5 separate regions of the Mus musculus genome follow, and regions 2, 3, 4 and 5 are each linked to region 1. A link is a contact called in public HiChIP or PLAC-seq and promoter capture Hi-C data. All regions are on one chromosome and are shown on one strand. Each heading gives the region's core, a stretch centred on a gene start, on an enhancer-like site or on the middle of the called end of the contact. The rest is flanking DNA. Distances are from core to core; before and after follow the strand shown.

Region 1 (4,791 bases), core at 1,254-3,753:
GCAGTGCAGGTTGATCATCAAGGGCCAGAGAGACGGCTCAGCGGGTAAGAGCGCTGACTGCTCTTCCAGAGGTCCTGAGTTCAAATCCCAGCAACCACAAGGTGGCTCACAACCATCCATCATGGGATCTGACGCCCTCTTCTGGGGTGTCTGAAGACAGCGACAGTGTACTTAGATATAATAAATAAATAAGTCTTTTAAAAAAAAATACATGTTCATTTAATAAGCATTTATCCTGCACCTACTGTGTCAGACATTCTACAAAGAATAAGAAAGCATATACGAATCTCTACCCTTCTAGAATTTATACTGTAGGGTAAAGACAGACCACAAACCAGCAAGCAAACAACTATGCAATGTTGAGGCCTGGTTATAACTTTTTTTTTCCTAAGATGTGTGTGTGCTTGCACTAATGTGTGTGCACCATGTGCTTGCAGGGGTTCATGGATCCAAAAATGGCCCTGGGACCTCTGGAAGTAGAGTTACAGGCCATTGTGAGCTACTTTTTTTTTTTTTTTTTTTTTTGGTTCTGAGAACTGAACCCAGGTCCTCTACGAGAGCAGCAAGTGCTCTTATCCAGTCATCTCTCTAGCCCTGATTTAAATTTTCTAAAAACAAAAAATGATGTAGGTGTTTTGCCTGTATCCATATCTGTGTACCACCTGTATGTTTGGTGCCAGTGGAGGCCTGATGAAGGCACTGGATCCCCAGGAACTGGGATTACAGACAGCTGCGATCTGTCCTGTGGGTGCTTAGAACTGAACCTGGGTCCTCTGAAAGAATAGTCAGTGCTCTGAATTGATGAGGCAGCTTTCCAGGTCCCTGCGCCCCCATCCCTGTCTCCAGTTTTAATTCTTCAGACTGGATGGTGTCCAATCTAAGAGCCTGGATGAGAAGGTTTTAAATATCTAGGTTTAATACACCTAGACCAGATATAGTGGGGAAGGAAGTATATTCTTGCAATATAACTGACACAATTCATTGGTAAACTTGGTGTGAGACATGAGGCCTTATCACATCTCTTAATTTTCACCTTTAGTTAAACAGTGAAACACTACCAAAATAGAGGACTAGAATTTGAACCACAACCCAAAAGCTCCACTTTAAATAACATCCAAGAGCTCGAGTAACATCCCAGCACATGCCAAGGGAGTGGCTAGAACAAACAAATCTGGGACAGCTCACAAGGAAGATCGGTATGGGTGTATCCCACCACATGGAGTTGAAAACTTGTATTTAAAAAAAAAAAAAATCACACAAGTAAGATTTTCTATTTTTAAGGGAAAGAAGACTCCACCCCAAGAAGCTCGACACTTAAGAAAGAAAACAGAAGCAGTCAAATAGAAATCCTAAGAGCACTGTTTCAAAAAGGAAGCTGTCAGACCGAGAAATCTCCCCAACAGGGCACTTCGAGCGTCTCTTTTATTTTTAAATACGAAGACCACTACAGTTCGAGTTGAGACCTGTAACTATTCAGTAGTGGGATCCGATTGTGTTGAGCCAAAGTGTGAACGTGCAGAAACGGAGCAGACAGTGACTGAATAGACCTGAACTTAAAAAAAAACAAAACGGAGGAATGGAATGCTGATAGGCTAGATTACGGCGAGGGGCTGGGCCACCAACAGGATGGGGGAGGGGGCGGATCCTTCTGGACAAAACTGGTTCAAATTAAGAGCCTGGGGTATGGGTGCGTCGCACTGCGGGAAGATCGTGTGGGCGGGGCTTGAGGTCTAAGATACAAAATCCCTTTTCCTTCGGGAACCAGATCTCTCTCCATTACTGTAAGAGTCCTGGTATGGTAGGGTTGATTGGTAGTTGCAAATAATCGGGAGACTGGGACAGAAGACTTCGGGTTTAAGACCTGCCTTGGCGCCTGGCTCAAGAAGAAAAACAGGTTCCAAAAAAAAGCTCGGTGGTAGAGTGCCTGCCAAACCTGTCCAAAGCCCCAGGTTAAATCCGCCCCCAAAAGGGGAAAACAAAAAGTTTGCTTCTTAATGTATTGTATTCCCCCAAAGAAAACGGAAATAATGTACTTGTTGGAGAAAAATGATTATCATCCAACCAAATCGACTTCACAGCTCGCTAACCGACAGAGGCCTGAAAAGGACAGCTCCGGGAGAATCTAGCTGAAAGTTTCGAGAGGCAGGCTGGATTTTGAAGGGGGGTGAGGAAAGAAACAAGACTGCGGATGACACACCAGACGGCTACAGACCCGGAGGCGGGGGGTGGCAATGCAGCCTGAGCGCCCAGGCCGATGCCATTCCCCCGCCGCCCTCACCTCCTCCAGATACTCGCCCAGCTGTGCCGCCACGTCCACCTCCCAGTTCTTAGTGAGATCCCGGATGGGCTGCAAGAGGTGAGCAAAGCGCACCTCCACATCCTCCATGTCTAGAACGGGACTAGAAGCCCGGAACCATGGCTCAACCCGCTACTGGTTCTGGCGCCATTTTGGTGCTCCCGCCCCGGAAGTACGTAGCCAGGGCACTGCGCGCACACGTATGACGTCAGGCGGGCCCAGTTTCGAAGAAGTAAAGAAGCGGGCCCGACGGGGGCGGGGCCTACACCGGGGGCGGGGCTCCGTGTCTAGGGGGGGGGCCTGGAGGAGCGGAGGAGACTAAGTTTCTAGGTGGTTAGCGGTGAGTTCTTTGGCACTGGGTGGAGCTCAGTGACCCGACCGGACTGACGGATTCCGGCTGCGGCGTGGGCCAGAGGCCGGGCTGGGGGCAGCTAGGAGACTAGAGGGCACTACTTCGGCAAGACCGCGTAGCGGACATGGCGAGCTCCCGGGTCCCACAGCAGCTTTTCCTACAGGGTGTGGCCGCTGTCTACTTGTTCGCCTTTGCGTCCCTCTACACCCAGATCCCAGGTGAGGGCGCGGAGGGGTTGAATCGTCACACGTGGACGTGGTAGCATCCCTTCCTTCACTGCCCTCTGAGGCGGGTGTAAAGTCCAGGCCTCTCTCTGCGCGGGATTAAGGGGTGGTAGTTTGCGGGCAACAAAAGTGGAGGAAAAAGAAGCACAAGGGTCGATTTCCCTTAACTATTAGTAGTCTCATCTAGGCTTAGGGAAAAACCCCGAGGGGAGTGGGTGGCAGATTTCTACCTGGACTCTGTGGGCAGGTAAGAGAGGGATGCGCTCTAATTGACAGAAGGTGCTGACCCAGAATCAGGTCTTCTGAACCTGGTGTTGGGGGTCAACAATTTCCAACGTGAGAGAGAGAGACCATCTGGTAGACAGAGCAAGCCCTGCCTGGGATGGGAACATCTGCAAGCACAACCTGGAGTTGGGGGTTTGGGACATCTGCATGCCAGGAGCTGGTGGTGGAGCATCTCCGGGGCCTAAGTTCATGTGCATGTTAGACTGGGAAGATGTCTAAGACTTGGCCCTGACATACCCTCCCACAGGCCTCTATGGCCCAGAGGGCATCCTTCCTGCTCGAAGAACACTGCGGCCCCAAGGCAAGGGCCTGTGGCAGCAGCTGTGGGAAACACCAACGCTGCTGTGGGAGGCACCAAGACTGGGGCTGGATACTGCCCAAGGTCTGGATTTACTGACCTTATTGGGCACCGTGCTAGCCCTGGGCGCCCTGCTCCTGAACTCTCTGAGACACCCCTTCGTCTACCTGCTGCTCTGGGTTGCATACCGATCAGCCTACCAGGCAAGTGAGACACTTAAAACTTCAGCCTTCATCTAACCCACCCTCTCTCTCTGCCTCACCTGATGCAGCAGACACACAGTGGCTCCCTGACCACTTCTCTCCCTACAGGTGGGCCAAGTGTTCCTTTATTTCCAGTGGTGAGTGATTCCGGGGGCCCAATCTGCCTGAGGCCACTGGGCAGGGTTGTTTGCCTCTCCTGGGAGGACCCTGGGAGGTTCCTATTAAGCAACCTAAATAGGAAATTTAGGATATTTCCCTCCCTATAGGGATTCCCTGCTGCTGGAGACTGGCTTCCTAGCTATACTGGTAGCCCCGCTGAGGGGGCCTTCCAAACACAAGATTCTCCAGGGTAGATTAGCAGGAGCCTTACCCCATGAAGACCTCCCATTCTGGCTCGTGCGCTGGCTGCTGTTTCGACTCATGTTCGCCTCTGGTGTGGTCAAGTTGACCAGCCGCTGCCCTACGTGGTGGGGACTCACTGGTGAGGGCCCGGGGCCTGAAGCTGGGATGGTCTAGAGGCTCTTAACCAGCCCTGACCTCCACTCGCTTCCTGCAGCTCTGACCTACCACTATGAGACTCAGTGCCTGCCCACACCCGCTGCCTGGTTTGCTCACCATCTGCCGGTCTGGCTACACAAGCTCAGCGTGGTAGCCACCTTCCTCATCGAGATCGCAGTGCCACCCCTGTTCTTTGCTCCTATTCGCCGCCTACGACTTACTGCCTTCTACGCTCAGGTAGGTAGAAGAGAGTGTGGCCTTTACCACTGGCTGGTGAGGCTTGCTGGGGCGGGAGTGGTCGGGTGATGGGTGCTGTGGGGGGAAGCATCGCAGGCAGAAGGATGTGTTAGCCAGTCTAGGTGTATACTGTCACGTGAGGCTGTGGCCTTTGGGAAAGTGTCGTCTTTAGGTCTGCGGGAGCCCAAGAGCATCCTCTCCATAGCTCTGACTGCATGTCTTCCTCTCAGGCATTATTGCAAGTCCTGATTATCATCACTGGCAACTACAATTTCTTCAACCTGCTAACCCTGGTGCTCACCACTGCCCTCCTGGATGACCGTCACCTGTCTGCTGAGCCTGGCCTCAGATGCCACAAGAAGATGCCCACCTGTGAGTGTCAGTCATCCCATCACGAC
Region 2 (4,759 bases), core at 1,838-4,337, 420 kb after region 1:
TATGCACTATGCCTGGCTTGAGCTTTTGAAACCCCAAAGTCCACTGCCAGTGATACACTTCTTCCAACAAGGCCACACCTACTCTAACAAGGACACACTTCCTAATAGTGCCACTCCCTGTGAGCCTATGGGAGCCATTTTTATTCAAACCACCACACCCTTTGCCAATTATACCACAGCCCCAGTTCCAGAGCATTTTAATCTCAGTAGTTACAAATGCACCAGTTCTGACTTTGTGTGTGTGCATGCGCACGTGTGTGTGTTGTGTGAGTGTGTGTATGTGTGTGTGTGCGTGAGCGTGTGCATGTGCGCGTGCGCGCTCGCGCACCATCTGAGAATGTTCCCCTAGGTGAGGCTGTGATGATTTCCTCCGCGTGTTCTGTTAGCAGCTTTGTGTGGCTTTCACACACTTCAGAATAAATTCTGAGCCTCTAGTCACACAGCAGGTAGGGTCTAGAGTGGATTCAGGGTGAGGGAAGCCAGTGGCAGGCAAAGTTCGATTAATGCTTCCTGAAGCTCCCTGGGTGTCCTGACAGGCCCAGGAGCATTGTGGGTCAGGGTAGTCTGTGTGAAGACTCCACATTTAGGGCTTGGAGAGAGAAGGGGAAGCTGTGGGTATGAGGAGCAAAATGCTGGTCAGCCAAAGGCTCGTGCTTTGTGAAGGGAAGACTCAGTGTATGCTGCAGGCATGGCCTGTGGGGACCCAACAGATGGGGGGGGGATGGGAGGGAGGCCTGGGACAGTACAGTGTTTAGTGTGTGCCTATGGGAACCATTGTCATCAGAAGGTTGCTGAGAGAGAAGCTGGTGTCAGGGAGAGCATCCAGAGTGGAGGAGCCATCAGGGGACTTCCTCCAGGCAGGAGAGAGGATGGCTACTGAATAAAAGCCAAGGCCTTGGGCAGAGATATCAAGGATCCGAAATTTCTCTCAGCACACATTAGAGACATAGAGAAAGGTTCAAGACTACCCAGTGCAGGCCAGGCGTGGTGGCGCATGCCTTCAGTCCCAGCACCCAGGAGGCAGAAACAGGTAGATCTCTGTGAGTGGCCTGGGGGATTGGGGGAAGGTGCATCAAAGACAGCCGAGATACACAGGGAGTGGGCAGAGGCAGGTGGCCTCCACGTGCGTCCGCTGTCAGGCTGGAGTGACTGTTCTGAGCCATGTGCCCTTTCCTTTGCCTTGATGTCTGTTTCTCTTTTGCAGAGTTAAAACAAGGAATTCCCCAAGATTTGTCTTCTTCCCCCAAATTAGACAGATACAAAATAGCAAGACAGTTAACAGAAAAAGCCATCAAGGTAAATGTGTTTCGGGACTTATGGGGGGGGTGCCTTTAAAAAAAATTGGGAACTTCATTTGGAATTTCATTTGGGTATTGGCCTGACTGGATGACTTCCTCCCATATGGAGATGGTACCAGTATCACTTTTGAATTTATCTGAATCTCCCCTGTAGCCCCAGCAGCCAGCTCCTCCTGGTGCCCTGTGAACGTATATAGCCATGTGGTGGGCGTACAGATGACTTTCCCACCCTAACAGCAGTTTGGTGGGACCCTCTGGCTCACAGATCTCCTGTGGGTACCAGAACTTAGTTCCAGGCATCTTCTAAGTAGTCTCCTGGATAGGATCAGATCTTCCAGTGGGACAAGGTTATGTATCTCTGTTACCTGGTGTCTTAGTTAGGGTTTTACTGCTGTGAACAGACACCATGACCAAGGCAAGTCTTATAAAAAACAACATTTAATTGGGGCTGGCTTACAGGTTCAGAGGTTCAGTCCATTATCATCAAGGTGGGAACATGGCAGTATCCAGGCAGGCATGGCACAGAAGGAGCTGAGAGTTCTATGTCTTCATCCAAAGGCTGCTAGTGGAAGACTAACTTCCAGGCAACTAGGGTGAGGATCTTATACCCACACCCACAGTGACACACCCATTCCAACCAGGTCACACCTATTCCAACAAGGCCACACCTTCAGATGGTGCCACTCCCTGATCAAGGATATACAAACCATCACACCTGGCAACACAAAATTTATCTATAGAAAACTTCACTGCAGTGTCTCTGTCTGGGATCTCTGTGCTGGGACCTGGGCTCAGCTTGTCTCTCTATTCATGTCTGTGTGATGGGCTCTGGGCTCAGCCTGTCTGTGTCTCTGTGATAGAGTCTGGGACTCTGGTAGTGGCTTGGTTTGCTGACCAAGATCTCACTGATGTCTGGCTTACGCTCACTTCCTAAGCATCTCTTCTTCCAGCTGTTTGGGAGTCAGATGAATCCGTCTTCTGTGGGATCCTCTGAGCTTCAAGCCTCTGTTAGGAATAACCTGATGAGTTTAGGCCCCTCAGGAGATTGACTGTATCCATCAGAGCCCACTGACTTAGGGCCTCGGTGACATCTGCAAAGTCCTGTCACCATTTTAGGGTGATGCTAGTGAGTCCCATATGTCCTGTCATCTTGCTCTTTTGAGTCCAGGGACAGTGTCCTGCATGGTGACCCATCAGGGTCTGTACGTCTGCTGCAGGACACCAGTGGTTCGGTGCCGCCACTCCTGCCTGACCCCAGCTGACCCTGCCCGTCCCTGACCCTGCTAGTGACCTAGTACACGGGTCATGTCACTGCCTTCTGCACTGGCTTGGGGTACCCTTGTGAATGTCAGCTTTCTGTCTGTGACTACATAAAATACCTGAGGCTTTGCACTTTTATTAAGAAAACAAATGTACTCACCACCCAGCTTGAGGGGCTGAAAGCCAGAGCTTGAGCAGCTCTGCCTGTTTGGCTCTGTCACTGTCACCATGTGGCAGATGGCACCATTGTAGACACGCAGGTAGGAGGAAAGGAATATTTGACAGAGGAGATCAGAGGGAGATGGGGACTTGGCTCACTCTTTTATAACTGCTCACTGTGTGAGAGCTAGCTCACACTTACCCTTCCTGGGCATGTCCCCACTCCATCCTGGTGACCATACCTCAAGCACATGAGACCATTGGGAACAAGCAATGATCCCTTCCATGACCTTTCCCTGGGCTAAGACTGAGGTAGTATACAGTTTGGTTCTCCCACCAGCTGCCAACTTCCTGTTCAACCACACGCAGCTAACCATCTCCAAGCGATGAGTCAGAATTCCAGCAGCTTCTGGGCTGGCCCTGCCCCTTCCTCTGTTACCCGTTAGTTTTTCTCTTTCTGCCATTCTGAACTCAGGCACCCACAGCTTTTATAAACAGGCGTCACACTCTCTTGTCTTAGTGTTTCTTTTGTTGTGTTAAAGACACCATGACCAAAAACCTCTTGGAGAAGAAAGAGTTTATCTCATGCTACAGGCTTGTAGTCAAGGCAGGAACCTGGAGGCAGATGATGAAGCAGAGGCTCACTCCTCACTGGCTTACTCCTGTGGTTTGCTCAGCCTGCTTTCTTACACAACCTCTGCCTAGGGGTGGTGACGCCCACAGTGGGCTCAGCCCTCCCACATCTATTGTCAATCAAGAAAATGCTCCCCCAACCCCCACCCCGACAGGCATAGACCAATGTGGTGGAGGCATTTTCTCAGTTGAGGTTCCTCTTCCCAAATGATTCTAGCTTGTGTTAAACTGACATAAAATTAGCCAGGACACTCACTTTTCTATAAAAGACAGCTGCACTGGGAGTCCTCAGTTTTTCCCTAGACCCTCAGGCATTGTGCAATTGTGTGTCCCACCTGTATCCCAAATCCAGAAATCCTGGGACTACAGAAATTCTGAGTCGGGGCTACAGCTGCTCAGGAAGTGCTGATTTCTTGGTTGTGTTTTGGCCCCTTTGAGTGTGTGAATGAGTGTGTAGAAGTGATCACCTCTGTAATCCCAACCCAACGATGAATAAACGCAGTGCAGCAACTGTGGGGATTATATGTCCGAGCCCCCACATGTGCACACACACACACGCGCACACACACAAGCACACGCGCGCACACACACACACACACACACGCACGCGCACCCTTCTGCATGCTGAGGGCGGCATTCCTGTGCTCTCTGGGCAGAGTGTGTGTGTGGCCTTGCCGAGGTGCAGTCTGGTCCAGGCTACTTTGGAAGGTCACCTCAATCCCCTTATTGCCGAGGGCCTCAGCTAAGATGCCGCTGCTGTTTTCAGGAGAGGAAGATTTTCTCCATCTATGGACACTACCCTGTCATCCGGGCCACCTTGCGAAGAAAGGGCTGGGTGGAGAAGAAGTTCAATTTCTTCCCCAAAGCTCTCCAGAACCTTGGAAGTGAAGGTAAACGGCACATGGGTGGAATACCTTGTCCTGGGAAGGGTTTGTTTTTTGGTTTTTGGTTTTTTTGGGTTTTGTTTTAATTAATTAATTTTTTAAAATTTATTTACATTTCAAGTGTTGTCCCCTTACCCGGTTCCCCCCTTCCGGAAACCCCCATCCCATCCCCCCTTCCCCTGCTTCTATGAGTGTGTTCCTCCACCCACCCACTCCTGCCTCCCCGCTCTCTATTCCCCTACACTGGGGCATCTACGAGCCTTCATAGGACCAAGGGCCTCTCCTCCCATTGATGACTGACAAGGCCATCCATCCTCTGCTACATATGCAGCTGGAGCCATGTGTACTCCTTGGTTGGTGGTTTAGTCCCTGGGAGCTCTGGGGCTGTCTGGTTGGTTGATATTGCTGTTCTTCCTATGGGGCTGCAAACCCATGAAGGGTTTTTTTTTATATACACACATGGCCAATAAGTCAGCCATCCTAGGTGTGCTGACTCTACGTACCCACTGGCATCCGTCTTCGTGT
Region 3 (4,505 bases), core at 1,242-3,741, 280 kb after region 1:
CCCAAACAGCGACTAACAGTGAAAAAGGAGAGGATAACCCTTGGTCTGGCTAAAGACACGGAAGCAAACCAGTATTACTAACAGCAGCACCAGGCCGCAGAGCATGAGATGAAAACTTAAAACATCCTGTATAAGTGGGCGGGCCAACCAGAGGCTGTAGCAAAGCCAGCAAATGGGAAAGAACCACGTCGGCCATGCCTGCCCTGCCCTTTAAGAGGTGGGGCTGCCCCAGGTTTGCAGTTGGCTTGGTAGATCTACCCTTCAAAGCTCATCCAGGGTGCCTCTGAGCCTTCGAGGGGTATGGAGGCTACCAGAGTTGGAACATTGGCTCCAGATAGCCTTGGAGAGACTCCCTGGCTGGCCCATAGCAGGACTAGTTTCACCTCTGGTTATATGGCAGGTGGAGGGGTCCACAGGCTGGTCAGGAGACAAGCCCTGAGCCCTTGAATCATCAGACACACTCGATACAACCCATCATCTAGAGCAGGGCCAGCTGGGAGGGGTGGTCAGGCAAGAAGGCTACTGACAGCCTCTCCCCACTCCTTAAGCCAGAAGTCTGTGATTCTGGGTACCCGGCACTATCAAATCTACACATTTTCTGATCCTTTGGCTTCCTGCCTGTCAGATGTACCTCCTCACCCTGATCGTTATTCCTGGCTGAGCAACTGAGGTAGCCCTCCACTTCCATACTCACCTAAGCACCCAGCCACTGTACCTCCACAACATTTGTCATGCATCCTTCTCAGACATAGTCACGCCGTAAGAAGTATCTTCCTACTGCCCAACCTCCCCAGGGACCAAATCTCTTCATAAATCCCCAGTCAGTTAGCAGACAGTTTCCAGACCCATTCCCAGCCAAGACCACACTGTAAACCTTCATAGCATAAAGTCAGAGAGCTAGGATTTCTGTCAAAGAGGCCTCAACCAGCATTTCCTAACAAGCAGGGCCGTGTCAACCAGCATCCCCGAATGAGCAGGACTGTAGGGATACTTTTCCAGGCCTGCTACCAACCAGGCTCGATGCTTCCATATGCTAAACAACAGAACTTTTAGCATCTGCTAAATTTCTAGGGGAACTAGCCTCTGAAAATTTCCAGTAGTCTGCAGTTTTAAGAGGGAAGGGTTGGCTCAAAGAGCAGAAAAGGCCCACTCATGTCAGGGCCCACAAGGAGGTATGGCCCTGGCATACTAGGTCCAAGTAACTGGAGCCACGTCAGTCAAGCTCCCCACCTGCCCAGCCCCACAGCCGTCTCTCTTCTGGATCTATCCATACTAAGTGTGTTTTACCCAAATCCATACACCGAAAATATGAGGCTCAAAATAATTACATCAACATGCAGAGGTTTTAAGAGACGACTGAACTCAAGTGAAGCCATAAGGCAGGACCCACGATGGGATTGGTGTCCTTGTAAGAGACACTAAACAGCTATGAGGACACAACGAGAAAGGGCGACAGGACAGGCAGAGCCTTCATCAGTCACCCGAAAGACTAGCATTAGACCTAGGATTGCCAACCTTTAAAGCTATACTAAGAGGAATAAACGTTTAAATTTCTCAATCCACAAAACCCTGTTACCACCCTGATCTGACACACCCATCAAGCTTTTCAATCTCTTAAAACAAAACTGTTTCTCGGATGGCAGCTTGTTTCTCGGATGGCAGCTTGCTCCCCACCGCTGGTCCAAAGCTGACCGCGATCAACTGGAAAAACTAGACAAGCCTTCACTGTCTACTCAGAAAACCAAGACAGCAAGAAATGACAGGGTGTGCAAAAGCCCTGGCCTCCTCTGGTCTGTCTCTGGGAGCCCAGCCACTGCAGGACCCGGGAAAACCTGCTCAGGCAGGACATATTTTACCTAAGTGTGGCAGAGCTGAGGGCCGGAAGAGGAAACAAACCCGAGGTGAAGAAGCCTGGCCAGCTCTCCCGGGGACCTGGTTTCTGTCCACCTGGAGATGCCCCGGAGGAGCCTGCAGGCTCCCGGCTAGCAGTCCACTGTGCCAGAGCCCTGCTGGCATCCTGCCCCCAGTACCACGGCCACCGCAAGATGAGTCTTCCTAGGGCGACAAGACAGACAAGGAGGCCCAGGGACAGCTGCGTCGCACAAGACCAGCGGACCTCCAGCCCCTCCGCTTGGGGAGCACGAAAGCTTGGAGACTGTCCCCACTTCTAAAGAAGCTCTTGACGTCCCAAAGCCAGCGAGGGCGCTTCTGAGCCTCCGGGGTCCTCTCGGGGACTCCCGAGCCCAGGAGCAGAGCCCAGGAGCATCTACACCGTCCTGGGTCAGCCCGACCCGGTGAGCTCCGGATACCCTGGTCTTCGCAGTCCCCACCTGCAGCCCGCGCCCTCCCGCCCGCGCCGTCGAGGCGCGAGGAGCCCCGGCCCGCCCGCCCGCCCGGTCAGGCCACGGCGTACCGAGAGAGGCGGCGGCGCTCCTCAGCCGGCCTCCATGCGCGCGTCGCCGGGCTGACGGGCTGGGCCGGGGCGGGGCGGGGCGGCCGGACGGGCCGGACGGGCCGAGGGTGCGGGCCGCGCAGCATGCCGGGAAACACCTCCCAGGGCCGCGCGCGCGAGGCCCCGCCCCCGCCGGGGTCTAAGCGCAGGGCTCCGCCTCCCGGCCCGACGCCCCCAGGTCCTAGAGCGCAACTCCAGTTCACCGCGGGGTGCTGGGCCCCCCACAGGCGAGTCTGTGTGACGGGGCTGCGTTCTTGAAGCGTCCGTCCGCACCACGGCCTGGAGTCTAGGGAGCCGTCAGCGCACTGGACCGGGACAGAAGCTAGGGATCATACGAGGCGCCCTTCTGGTTTCCTTGGAGAATCGCATGCCAAGTGGAGAGGCTCAAGGGCAGAACTAAAGGGACAAAAGCTGGCCCAGTCAGCCCCAGGCCATCAGGACTTCCTACGTGTTCAGCTGCTTGTGACTGAGAGCCCGGAGACTGCGGAGGTCTCAGGGTGGGCGGGGCCCCAGTGACAGCAAGTGCCCAGTATCTTAACGCAGGCTTCAAACTCACCAGTCTCCTAGGGCACCTTAAAGGGTAGGGCAGGGAGAGAGGCCACTTGGCCCACTCAGGCCAGGTCTCCGGGCTGCAGGTCCTCCTGATCAGGGTTGATGAGTGGATGAGAGGAGCCGGGTGAGCCCATAATGGACACGTCTCCATTTGAGTACCCCAAGATAGGCTCCTGTGAGAGCCAGGCAGTGACGACCTGGAGCAGGCCCTGGCACGGGCCCTCCAAAGGGGAAGTAATCTCTGCCTAGTTCCCAGCTGCCCCATCCAGCCCTTTCAGGTTCCAAAGGGTTACAACTCTGGCCCTGATTTTTGGAGACCCTGCCTTGACATTGTACCTGTGAATGGCCCTCCTGGAAGTCGGCCACTTTGAGGAAGAGAATTCTTCCTGCACCAGGCAGAATTCCCTCCAGCAGTCTGTTACACAAGAGGCCCGCATGGAGACTACTGACAGGTATTTCCTGCCAGCATCTTCTTACAGCTTCCTGGTCTCCCGGAGGGCCTGGCCTCAAGGGGACCTCTGCCTTCTTTGCTCCTTAGTGAAGCACCATTCATCCCCCCCCCCCCTTGTCCACTACTTTGATGTCTGTGTTCTGTGGCCTCTTCAGGCCTCCTCAGCCCCATTCATTCTGCTTAACAGAAGACAGGGGTGGGCTTAGAGCTGAGACTGCCAGGCCCACTCTACCCGTTCACAAAGCACAATGAGGCTCCTCTCTGAGTACCCGTACTGTTTGGTTGAAAACCCCACTGATAGGCTAGTGTCAGGAAGGGGCCTGGGTTCTAGCCCTGGTTGGCTGGCAGTGTTCTCCCTGAGCCTGTCCTTTTTCTGTGGGCAGACCATGGTGCCACCTTTCCTGCTTGCCTGTCTAGGGGAGTGGTTCTCAGCCTTTCCAATGTTGCGGTCCTTTAATAGCTCCTCATGCTGTGGTGACCCCCCAGCCATAAAATTCTTTCGTTGCTGCCTCTTAACTGTAATTCTGCTATGGCTATGAATCATAATATCTCATGGGCAGGATATCTGATACGAGATATCCCATAGGTCGAAGAGTGCTGGACTAGGGGCAAAGGATGGCATGACATTTTTCATTAGATGCTGACCCTGAAGTGCCAGAATTCTATTTTGGCTAAGTGGCTGCTGGGGATGAAAACCAGAGCTGCCCTATAACCTGCTGGTGTCTATGGGAGCCAGAAATAGGAACCGGTGTCTGGAGGACATGCCCAGCCAGGCTGCCGGGGAAACCACGGCAGGTTTCAGCTGGGAGAGACCAGGCCCCCCTTACATCTTAGGCTTTGCTTTGGAGGAAAAAAAAAAAAAAAAAAAAGCATGGCCAGCTTGAGTTCTGCTTTCTAACAGCCATTCCCCAGCCTGCGTTGCTCAAGCAGGTTCTGTGGCGCCACAGGATGAGTGGGTGACGTATCAGAGTCGGCAGATGGAGTGCACCTTGGTTTAGCAGAGCAGCTGCTGGAGGGGCTTTTTGAGGTGAGCCATGCAGGGAGTCAATG
Region 4 (4,697 bases), core at 1,595-4,094, 470 kb after region 1:
GGGAGAATTAGAGTGCCTAAGTAGAGAATTAGAGTCATTCTGGAATCCAGGCCCTTGTAGAGTCTGTTAGAGGGTCACGGGTTCGCAGAAGGGTACCCTTCTACAGCAATTGTGACACTAGTAGACTAAAGAGACTGCTCCCCTGGGATATGGACTTCTCCTGCTTCACCCCTAGCCCAAAGCCTAAAGCCGATGACAGATCTGTTGCAGCCCTTGTCCAAAGGCCTGCCTATGAGAAAGTATCTGTGACTCTTTTGACAACTGTCTGCAGCGGGACAAGGGCTGGAGGCATAGCCTCTCGCTGCCTCCCATAGCATTCAGAGATCTCTTCAGAGACCTCCACTCAGGAGAAGCCAGGATTCCTTACTCTGATTCAAGAAGTTCAAGACCAGACAGCGACTCTCAAGTTACATCTCAAAGGGTTGCTAAGAAACCTCGCCCCCTCCACACCTGCTTCTTTTTGGCAAATGGGATTATAGTGACTGCAGGGATGCTGTGCGTGGTATTACAAAACAATAAGATAAAGTCATAAATTGTGGGTGACAGTAGGTGCACAAGAAAGTTTAGGTCCGTCTTTTACCGTGATTGAGATTTCTCCTGACATTCCTAGAAGACTGCGTGTTTGTGTCTGGGAAAGAACAAAGAGCCATATGTGCTCAGGCCCTGAGTGTGGCTCAGTGGTATTTCAGCATTCTTGTGTGAAACATCTCTATATGAAAGGAATACTCCGTCTGTGGAGGCAGTCTTCTCAGGTGGTAGCGCGCACGCACCTTTGATCCAAGGCAAGAGGCAAGCAGATGTCTGAGTTCGAGGTGAGCTTGGCCTACAAAGTGAGTTCCAGGAGAGCCAGGACTACGGAGAAACCCTTTCTCAAAAAAGAAAGAAGACAGACAGATAGACAGACAGAAAGAGAAAGAAAGAGAGAGAGAGAGGGAGAGGGAGGGAGGGAGGGAAGGAGGGAGGAAGGAAGGAAGGAAGGAAGGAAGGAAGGAAGGAAGGAAGGAAGGAAGGAAAGAGAGAAAGAGAAAGGGGGAGAGAGAGAGAAGAGAGGAAAGAGACACTCCCAAGGATGCAAGTCGGCCAGTGAGCTGAGGAAAGCCCCCAAAACATCATCTGGCTACAAGTATATGGCTCTTCACAGCCCTCAACCTCTGTTTGTCGTATTTCACAACCTTTGTTTCAAGCACACTCTGTTGGTTGGATAATGCCAGGATCAGGAAGGCTTCCAGGCTTCCTCCGGCAAGTTGGCTTTTTTTCACGTGTTGATTTTAATGTAGCTTTTTTTTTTTTTGAGGGGGAGTTCCCCATTGAGACATGGTCACTCTGTATAGCCTTGTTTGTCCTGGAACTCAATATGTAAAACAGGCTGGTCTCCAATTAACAGTGATCCTCCTGTCTCTGCCTCCCAACTGTCTCTGCCTCCCAAGTGTTAGAATTAATGGTCTGTGCTAACCACACCCTTACCCCACCCCACACACACACACACACACCCCTTGCCCCAGCTTGATGTCACTTTTTTTCAACTCCAAGTTCAGTGAGAGGAAGAGAAGCCAGGAAGAGCCTGGGCCTTTGATTAAAACACCTGGGAGACATCTCAACCCATCGTTGGAACAAAGGGTTCCCGAAGTACAGGCAGGAAGGCCAAGGAATCCGGTCTTGGCACTATGGGAAGCGCTGTTGGGCAAAAACCCCAATGAGGGCTCCTGGGCCCCAACCGCCAGCCCAGAGAGCCAGGTTGGCCAGGCCTGAGCGCAAAGAACCCAAAACAAGGAGTAGTCAGGCTGTGTCCTGGTGCTGACAGGCAAGTGGAGTGAAGACACATCCTGCCAAGTGGAGCTTTGCGAAGATGCCACCTGGTGAGGACTGGGGAGGGTGGAAAGGGCATAGAAACCCGGAGCTTCTGGGAGTCCGGGCTGTAGGGCTAGCAGAAGGCGAGAGTCGGCTCAGTCTTCAGGCAGGATGGAGGACCATGTCCCTGTGAGCCTGCTCCTGGTCTAGCTCCCAGACTCTTCTGGAGTCATCCTGAATCAATACGTCTTCCAATTAGAATTCTGGTTATTTTAATGGTGGTTTTAAACTGCTGCTTATTATGTTGAAAGTTAATAGATTGGAATTGCTTTTTTTCTAAAGCTCTGCCCTGATTCCGTTTAAACATTGCTTTGTAAGGCTGCGGATTGTCTCGTTTGGTGTGAATCCCCGGTCCTCTACCCAGCAAACCGCCCCCGACCCGTGCCACGTAAATGACAGTAAGCATAGTTTTGCGTTTCATTGGCTCCAAGAATGTGTAAGGACAAGACACAGAGATCACGGAGCACATGGAGAGGCGGTGGGGATGTGAGCCGACCCAATGATTGGGCCTAGGAGATGGCAGAGAGGTGGAAGCTGTTCTGAGGCTGCGGGTGGGGCCGCGCATGAGCACAGCACCTGGAGGTTGCAGGGCCACGTGTAGGATGTAAGAACTGGCTTTGAGGAGAAAGGGTGACTCAGCGAGAGTGTAAGCCACTGCGATGTGGGAGAGAGAAGGTAGGCGAGGTACTCCTCGCCTGGATCAAGGTAAAGTGACCTTTAAAAAGGGCATCTGGGATACTCTGGGATGGAGTGAATTAGATCACCTACCTCCCTGTGAAACCATAGTTTCTTGGGCAGGTGCATCCTGGCTCCAAGCAGAAGCGCCCCCCCCCCCCGGGGGACCAGCCAGGAGCTGGCACAAACACATCCCTGGCCCCACACCTCCCAAACGGAGGTCTGGTTTCCACCGTGTCCCTGTCCTCCGGGCCTACTGGAGCAGGTTCACAGTTCCCCTGGGGCTGTAGTGCACAGGTGGGGACCAGCAGCAGCTGCGGGGCGGTTCCTGCGACCTGAGACTCATCCTGGGAGCACAGAGGAGGTGACTGTCGCCAGGGAGCAGACAGGGTTTGGCTCCTGAACCCTCTGGGCCAGGGAAAGGGGTCACATCTGCTATAGGGGGAAGGGCAAAGTCTCCCCTGGGCCTCAAGCTTCGTGATTAAGGAAGGCAGCCAGGAATACAACCTCAGGGCTTGAGGCCAGGTGAAACTTAGAAGTCTGATTTCTGCCTCAAGTTCCCAGGAGCTGAGCATCTGATAACCCCCTGTTGATACCCCACCACCCCAGCTTATTTCACTAGGGAAAGGACCTCCAACTGCAAAGAGCTCACTCAGACACCCAGGGAAGCTGCGGGCTCACCTCTCTTCCTCATTGTTTACTCTGATTCTGATTCTTGATGGGTGACCCCGTGTGTGTGTGACCCCCATGAGGGTTTGCAAGCCTCTGAGCTTGGGCTTCCTGGCGATTCACATCTGGGTTCTCTGGTTTCCATACCTGAAGGAGTTAGGTCTCTTGCATCTGTGTATGTGCAGACCTGTGTCTACTCCCAGCAAGCTCGCCTTGCCTTTCCCTTCAGCCCTTCCTCTCTAGCATGCACTTGCGTGCATGTGTACGGAGGCTAGACCTACATTCCCTCCGTGCTGTTTCCAGACCATCTCTCCTGCTCTGCTGATCTTCGCACCCGTCATTTTCCCTTTCACCCCACATGCTGACGAATAAGGCAGAGTGAGACCTACCACTATCTTTTAAAGACAAGGCCTCACTGTGAATCTCTGACTGGCATAAAACTCACCGTGTAGACCTAGACAAATTTGGCGTGTTCCTTCTGCCTCTGGGTGCCGGGATTGCAGGCTCAACTCCCACCATGGCAGCCTGCTAGCTCAGACCTGGTGTTTGTCTTAGTCAGTGTTCTATTGCTGTGAAGAGACACCATGAGCCAGGCAATTCTTATAAAAGAAAGTGTTTAATTGGGGCTTGCTTAGAGTTTCGGAGGCTTAGTCCATTGTCCTCATGGTGGCATTCAGGCAGACATGGCAGCTGAGAGTTTTACATCCAGAGCAGCAGGCAGCAGGGAGAGAGAGCCTCTGGACCTGGCTTGGGCTTTGAAACATCAAAGCCCTCCCTCAGTGACACACTTCCTCCAACAATGCCACACCTCCTAATCCTTCTCAAGTAGTGCCCTAATGACTAAGCATTCAAATTATAAGTTTTTAAGGTCACTCTTATTCCTACCACTACAATTTTAGTTTTTCTAGTTCTGTTCCTCCCATGTACATTTTAGAATCAGTTTATCTATGTTTTCGCTAAAGATCCTACTAGAAACAAGCATGGTGGTATACACATAGCACTTGGAAAGTGGAAGCAGGAGGCAGGAGAATTATGAGCCCCCCAAAGTTGAGCCTCACCTATATGTCAAAGTCCGGTCTAGCCTGAGCTACATGAGACCTGCATCTAAACAAAGGAATCCTACTCAATTTGGTGTTATCTTGTGTTAGCATCTTGCTTTAGCAAGATGACTTAGTAGGTAGAGTGACCTGAGATCCATCTCCAAACCCACATACAGATGGGAGGAAGGAATTGATATCACAAAGTTGTTCCCTGACAGCCACATGGGCACCAAGGCACATGTACCCGCACACATGCATCATGCATACACACAACAAGCAATTTTTAGAAAAATCTTGCTGAAATTTTGACAGCTCTATGTTAAATATATAAATCACCCTTTTTGAGCATGTTTACTATTTTGCCTTAAAATCTCCTAAACTGTAGATTCCATTTGTGGAGTTTTCTTTGATCTTTAAAACAAAACAAAACACCCAGCATTTTGTAGTTACCTAGGGTTCCCTTTT
Region 5 (5,054 bases), core at 1,018-3,517, 400 kb after region 1:
TGCTTGCCACAGTGCAGGGATAGTTTGGCTGTGAGACTCACAGATAGTTTGTATATCACCTCCCCAGGCCCCAGAAGACAGCTGGACTCTCCCAGCTAACCAGAGAATCAAGGAACCTATAGTAAGTTGGGTCCTTTGTGAAGCTGGGGATCATTTTAGGAATTGCTTTCTGGGAGGGGAGCCTCTGTGCTTGGGAAGACAGCGAGCGTGCCTTTACTGAGCTGGGGTATCAATGGGTTCCCTTCCAGGAAGAGGTATATTCTGTGCCTCAGAAGAGCTGCCAGGGTCAGGGAGAGAGTGAAAATCCTTCTAGGCAGCTCACTTGTAGATACACACGACTGCCAGGATTCAGGAAAAGCGTGGCCATTTTCAAACAGAGGGATGCAAGGATGGCACCTGACAGGGATCATGTAGGAGCAAAGTGGCCCCGCCTCCAGTGTCGGGGACTTCCGGTCCTGTCTCCATTCTCTGCAGCCTGCCCTAAATGAGAGATCATTTTTGCTTGCCTATGTGCGGAGCCCAATGGGCTTGGGGTCCTCTGCAGCTCTATATACCACACGCTATTGGGTGGGAAGGGAGTGGTGGTCCCACTGGGCTGACAAGCCATCCGCTTTCAGGACCTGGGCTTTCAGGACCAGAATGAGGCGGCAAGAGGATTGCTGCCAGCTTGCACTTCTAATTTTAGAGGGATGTTTTGTTTTTAACTGACTCATATAAGTGGGGTCTGAAAATCGTCTCTTGTATACTTTTGTCTGTTATAGATTAATATGCTTGAGCAATAAATGCTAACTCGCAAATGTGGTCATAGCCTGTTAAATGCTTCTGGGGAAAAAGGGTTGGAAGGGGATGAGAAACAGGACCTTAGAGTGGAAAGCCATTTTTTATTTATTCCTTGATTTGTATAACCCCTGTGAGTAAAGACTAGATCACCAGTCAGGGAGAAGACTCCTACAACACCTGAAGAGCAAAACCTGTTTTTTTAAAAAAAAAATGCCTTTAAACCTTCCTAAAGCTGTGACCCTTTAATACAACACCACATGTTGTGGTGACACCAACCATAAAATTATTCCAGTGCTATTTCATTACTAATTTTGCTAGTTAGATATGTGACCCACTGTGTGTGGGGTCGCGACCCATAGGTTGAGAACTGCTTTAAACCCATTGAAAATATGCTGAAGTTTGCGCTTTAAAACAGCGGACAACTCTGACAGGGTGAGGGGCCTTCCTCAAGACAACCCAAGGCACCACCCACATAGGCACAAACACAGGACGATCACAGGAACTAACCTGGAAAGGCCTAGATGGCAAGTAGTGCTGACTGTCGGGAAGGGACAGCCTGGAAGGGCACAGCACAAGTATCCCACTAATAAGTCTAGGTACCAGGGCCACTCTATGTTCCTCTGCGCACAGAAGGCTTACTCTGCCTACCCTGATCTCAGTAGACGCTCGGCTGGCAAGGGGAGAACACCTGCCCCGAAGGACCCTCGGACTCCATCCATCCCCACCTCAGGCCTAAGTGGAGGCTTCTCGTGGTCAACAAGGGAGCCAGGAGGGAGGAAGCGGAGGGTGGGGCAGGGTGTGACCCATAGTCTTTGTGACTTGGTGTAGTCTGAGGGCTTGGGTTGTCTGTGTGACCCTGACAGGTGCGTGGGAGATGTGGAGCAGGAGCACATGACCCAGGCGAGGGTCGCAGGCACTTAAGGACTAATCCTGACGCATGGCCTGCTCCGTCGGGGGACCTAGTCCCCGCTCTCGCCCCCGACTCCACCCCCGTCCAAGCCGCTCCTTGGACCGTAACATGGGACTGGATCTAGAACCAAAGCTCAGTGTGAGTGCCAGCAACTGCGTTCGGACTGCGTCTCGGGTGTCCCCTGTGCTCCGCTGCTGCCAGCGGATTCCTCTTTCACGCAGCCCTCCGCAGCCTCTGCCGCCTGTGCGTCCACGAAGCCCCACACCCCGAGTGGGGCGCCGCTTAGCACGCCGAAAGCCCCGCTACCAGCGCCAGGAGTCTGCACAATGCATGGTGCAGGCGAGGGCGGTTGCCCTGAGCAACCGCAAGACGCCTGGCCGCTCTGCCCGCCGCTCGGCCACAGCAGCACGCGCTTTAGGGCGGGTCCCAGGTGAGCACTGCCTGCCCTCAGACGCGCCACGCCTGCCCTCGCTAGTGCCCAGGTCCCCCTCCTACGCAGTACTCGGAACCCCGCCCCGCCCCCTCCGATTGGAATCCCAGACGTCGATCCTTAGAATCACAGAACTTTCCCACCTTATCCCTCCACTTTCACCCCACCACGCCTGTTCAACCTTCTTTCCCTCACCTCCCCACTTTCCTCCAAACTTCGTAACGGCCTCCCCTTTCTGACCCTAAGCCTGCGCCCCAATTTGTGTCCTGTCTCCCTACCTCGACCTCTCCTTCTTAGCTCCAGACCTGTATTTCTCTCCAGACTGGATGTCCCTCTTGGACTTCCCTAACTCTGGCCCAAGTCTATCTCTTCAACCCCATACTTACTTCCTTACCCCCGAGTTGTCCCTCTACCCTAACTTCTTCATCTCATCTGTCTCCCACTGACCTTTCTTCTCATCTGACTTCTCACACCTCAAGTTTCCCAGTCATGTCGTGTCCCCCGACCCCAAACCCTCCTTTCAGGCCTCCCTCCCACACCCGGGTCCTCCGAACCCCACCCTTGCCTCCCTGGGTATGTCTGAACTCTAAATCTTTGTCAACAGGGGTTGGGGGCCAAAAGAACCAGCTACGAGAGGCGAGCATGGAGAACGGCGAGAGGAAGAAGCTGTCTTCCACTTTGTCAGATGGAGATCACAAAGAAGAAAATAGTCTGTACCTTTCTTGTTCCGCATTTTCGGCAGCCTTACTCAAAGGAGCAGGCGTGGGGGGGGGGCGGGGGCGGGGGTTGGGAATAGCGGAGGAGGCCCAGTTCAGTTGCCCTCTGGACTCCCGTGTTGGTTCTGTGAGACTGTTCTGGTAGTACAAGGTAAAGCTTTTTATCCTAGCCGGGTACTGAACTTGCCCTTCAGACATGGGTCATATCCACTGACAAATACCTAAATATCTATAAGTAAAATCATGGTCATGGATGGGTACACATTTAGTTTTAGAAGATATAGTTCAGGGCCTGGGATGGTGGAACACACCTTTAATCCCAGCACTCGGGAGGGAGAGGCAAGATGATCCTCTGTGAATACGAGGCAAGCCTGGTCTACAAAGCCAGTCCGGGCAGCCAGGGCTCTGTTGTTACACAGAGAAACCCTGTCTGGAAAAAAAAAAGAGAGAGAAGATATAATCCAGGCTTACCAGCCGGGGCACTCCCCACTGGCCACACAACTGGCATTGCCTTGGCCTTTAAGATCAGTTTGGTGGGTGCTACCAGACTCTCTAGGGCTTTTATTGGCCGTTCTCTTACATTCACGATGGGGAAATATTATTCCACATCTTGACCATTATTAATAATGAGTCTTACTGGTTTCAGGTGTTTCTTGTTCATTCTGGATACCAGCTCTGTGTCAGATCGTTGCGTCAGACTTACTCACGAGGATCTGTGGCTGGGGGTTGGTTGGTTGATTGATTTCTAGGGGTTTAGTTGGCTGGTTGATTTTGTTTTTCTTCCTTTTCCTGTTTATTTGTTTGGTTAGTTGGTTGGGTTTTCAAGACAGGGTTTCTCTGTGTAGTCCTGGCTGTCTTGGAACTCGCTATGTAGACCAGGCTGGCCCCAAACTCAGAGATCTACCTCCCTCTGACTCTCTAGTACTGGGATTAAAGATGTGCATCACCTCCACCATCCCCTTTGAGACAAGATGTCACCATGTAACTCTGACTATCCTGGAACTCTCTCTATAGACCAGACTGGCCTGGAACTCACAAATATCCACCTACCTATGCCTCTCCAGTGCTGGGATTAAGGAGTGTGCACTATATATTCTGACTGGCCCAAAACTCACTCTGTAGACCAGATAGTTTTGAACTCATATAGATCCACCAGCCTCTGCCTCTCAAGTGCTGACATTAAGAAATACATCACAATGCACAGCATGTGAATTTCTGGTGTTAAGGAGGCCCACTTACTGATCTTTTCATATATAATGAGCCCCCTTCTATCTTAAAGATTCTACCCACTTCCTTGCAGAAGGTGACACCCTTTGCTTTGCTTTGAGAAGTTTGGTCATTTCACTTCTTACAGTTCAGGTCTGCCACCTAATGGGATCGAGGAAGACAAGACTTGCTATCCTTATCCTAAGTTTGAGTATTCAGTGACTCATCTGCTGCCTGGCGGTGTTTCTTTGGAGTCAAAGAGGTGTAGATCTGGGGGGGGGGGGGGGCGTGGCCTATTTATCCTGCTCTTTCTGCTCATTCTTCTACCATGCCAGTTTTCATTACAGAGGCTATCTATATTTTAATTATGAAATTAAAAACTCTGAAGTTGTCCTTCAAGGTTGCCTAGATTTTCTTGGACTTTTGCACTTCTGTGTTAAGATTTAGGACCTGATTAACACATTCATACATTTTCATTCACACAAACACATATACATACACACATATATTCTACCAAGGTTGTCGTTATTTGTGTTGAATTTATGGGTCAGTTAACATCTTAATATTAAATCTTTGGACGAAAGGAACATTTAGCTATCCAGTGCTTCTCTGCAGTGGTTCATAGTTTTCGTTGTGCAAGTGTACAGTAGTCTTTTGCTAGATTTACTCCTATACTCTTGATGTTTTTAACTGCTGCTATAGATGGCTTTTTTATTTTGTTTTCCTGTGTGTGTGTGTGTGTGTGTGTGTGTGTGTGTGTCTGCCTCTCCAGTGCTGGGATTTGTGGACGCCTGACTCGCCAGCAAGGAAGACGCCACAACAGGATTCTTCTGCACATGTTTATTGAGAGAGCTTGATAGAGAAGGCGAAAGACCGTGAGCCCCAAAACTGGCGCTGCTTATATAGGCCTAGGAGTGGCGTGTCTATACCTGATTGGTTGTGCTTTCAGTACCTCATTTACATTCCCCGGGATGGGCTGTGACTTGGCGCGAAACCCTTATGCACATGCGCA

What was found. HiChIP or PLAC-seq counts read pairs in DNA pulled down with a chosen protein or histone mark. Capture Hi-C pulls out chosen DNA fragments and counts their contacts.
Region 2: a contact with region 1 is called in an H3K4me3 HiChIP or PLAC-seq map of bone marrow-derived macrophages, with 2.8 times the contacts expected there. The contact joins the enhancer-like site here to the promoter of Ncaph2 in region 1. A contact is called at or near these places in 1 of 484 Hi-C or Micro-C datasets (liver), 2 of 115 datasets of contacts at active chromatin or transcription factors (acute myeloid leukemia and bone marrow-derived macrophages) and 1 of 9 other capture datasets (embryonic stem cells).
Region 3: an H3K4me3 HiChIP or PLAC-seq map of the SCID.adh cell line shows a contact between it and region 1, with 20 read pairs. The contact joins the promoter of Trabd here to the promoter of Ncaph2 in region 1. A contact is called at or near these places in 12 of 39 promoter capture datasets (the 3T3-L1 cell line, the C10 cell line, cranial neural crest and 8 more), 18 of 484 Hi-C or Micro-C datasets (the AML12 cell line, B cells, CD4 T cells and 12 more), 13 of 115 datasets of contacts at active chromatin or transcription factors (the 230-238 cell line, the SCID.adh cell line, bone marrow-derived macrophages and 6 more) and 5 of 9 other capture datasets (adipose tissue, embryonic stem cells, liver and 2 more).
Region 4: an H3K4me3 HiChIP or PLAC-seq map of embryonic stem cells shows a contact between it and region 1, with 9 read pairs. The contact joins the enhancer-like site here to the promoter of Ncaph2 in region 1. A contact is called at or near these places in 1 of 39 promoter capture datasets (the C10 cell line), 2 of 484 Hi-C or Micro-C datasets (both in embryonic stem cells), 6 of 115 datasets of contacts at active chromatin or transcription factors (bone marrow-derived macrophages, embryonic stem cells and pancreatic cancer cells) and 1 of 9 other capture datasets (liver).
Region 5: a promoter capture Hi-C map of adipose tissue shows a contact between it and region 1. The contact joins the promoter of Ttll8 here to the promoter of Ncaph2 in region 1. A contact is called at or near these places in 3 of 115 datasets of contacts at active chromatin or transcription factors (bone marrow-derived macrophages, embryonic stem cells and pancreatic cancer cells) and 3 of 9 other capture datasets (adipose tissue, embryonic stem cells and liver).

What each region holds. Positions count from the first base shown.
Region 1 is chr15:89,353,431-89,358,221 of GRCm38.p6, reverse strand. Ncaph2 (non-SMC condensin II complex, subunit H2) reads right to left here and starts at 2,503. Exons shown (of 20, transcript NM_001115132.2): 1 at 2,279-2,503. The coding sequence starts at 2,386. Lmf2 (lipase maturation factor 2) reads left to right here and starts at 2,563. Exons shown (of 14, transcript NM_178919.4): 1 at 2,563-2,866; 2 at 3,405-3,658; 3 at 3,767-3,795; 4 at 3,925-4,139; 5 at 4,215-4,393; 6 at 4,624-4,765. The coding sequence starts at 2,773.
Region 2 is chr15:88,935,484-88,940,242 of GRCm38.p6, reverse strand. Ttll8 (tubulin tyrosine ligase-like family, member 8) reads left to right here. Exons shown (of 12, transcript NM_172818.3): 2 at 1,205-1,296; 3 at 4,117-4,240. Among named protein-coding and RNA genes, the nearest start is that of Ttll8, 17 kb to the left of the region's middle. Within about 2 kb of position 3,087, at least 61 of the 459 cell types and tissues checked have an H3K27ac peak or open chromatin away from gene starts, as enhancers often do. A contact at or near this core is called in bone marrow-derived macrophages, where this site is marked.
Region 3 is chr15:89,074,050-89,078,554 of GRCm38.p6, reverse strand. It overlaps Trabd (TraB domain containing), which reads right to left and starts at 2,491. Exons shown (of 10, transcript NM_026485.2): 1 at 2,414-2,491. It overlaps 1810021B22Rik (RIKEN cDNA 1810021B22 gene), which reads left to right and starts at 2,701. Exons shown (of 4, transcript NR_040417.1): 1 at 2,701-2,941; 2 at 4,357-4,482.
Region 4 is chr15:88,879,593-88,884,289 of GRCm38.p6, reverse strand. No RefSeq gene overlaps it. Among named protein-coding and RNA genes, the nearest start is that of Gm38643, 3.6 kb to the left of the region's middle. Within about 2 kb of position 2,844, at least 10 of the 459 cell types and tissues checked have an H3K27ac peak or open chromatin away from gene starts, as enhancers often do. A contact at or near this core is called in embryonic stem cells, where this site is marked.
Region 5 is chr15:88,951,631-88,956,684 of GRCm38.p6, reverse strand. Ttll8 (tubulin tyrosine ligase-like family, member 8) reads left to right here and starts at 2,267. Exons shown (of 12, transcript NM_172818.3): 1 at 2,267-2,829. The coding sequence starts at 2,610. It overlaps Mlc1 (megalencephalic leukoencephalopathy with subcortical cysts 1 homolog (human)), which reads left to right. Exons shown (of 12, transcript NM_133241.2): 12 at 1-801.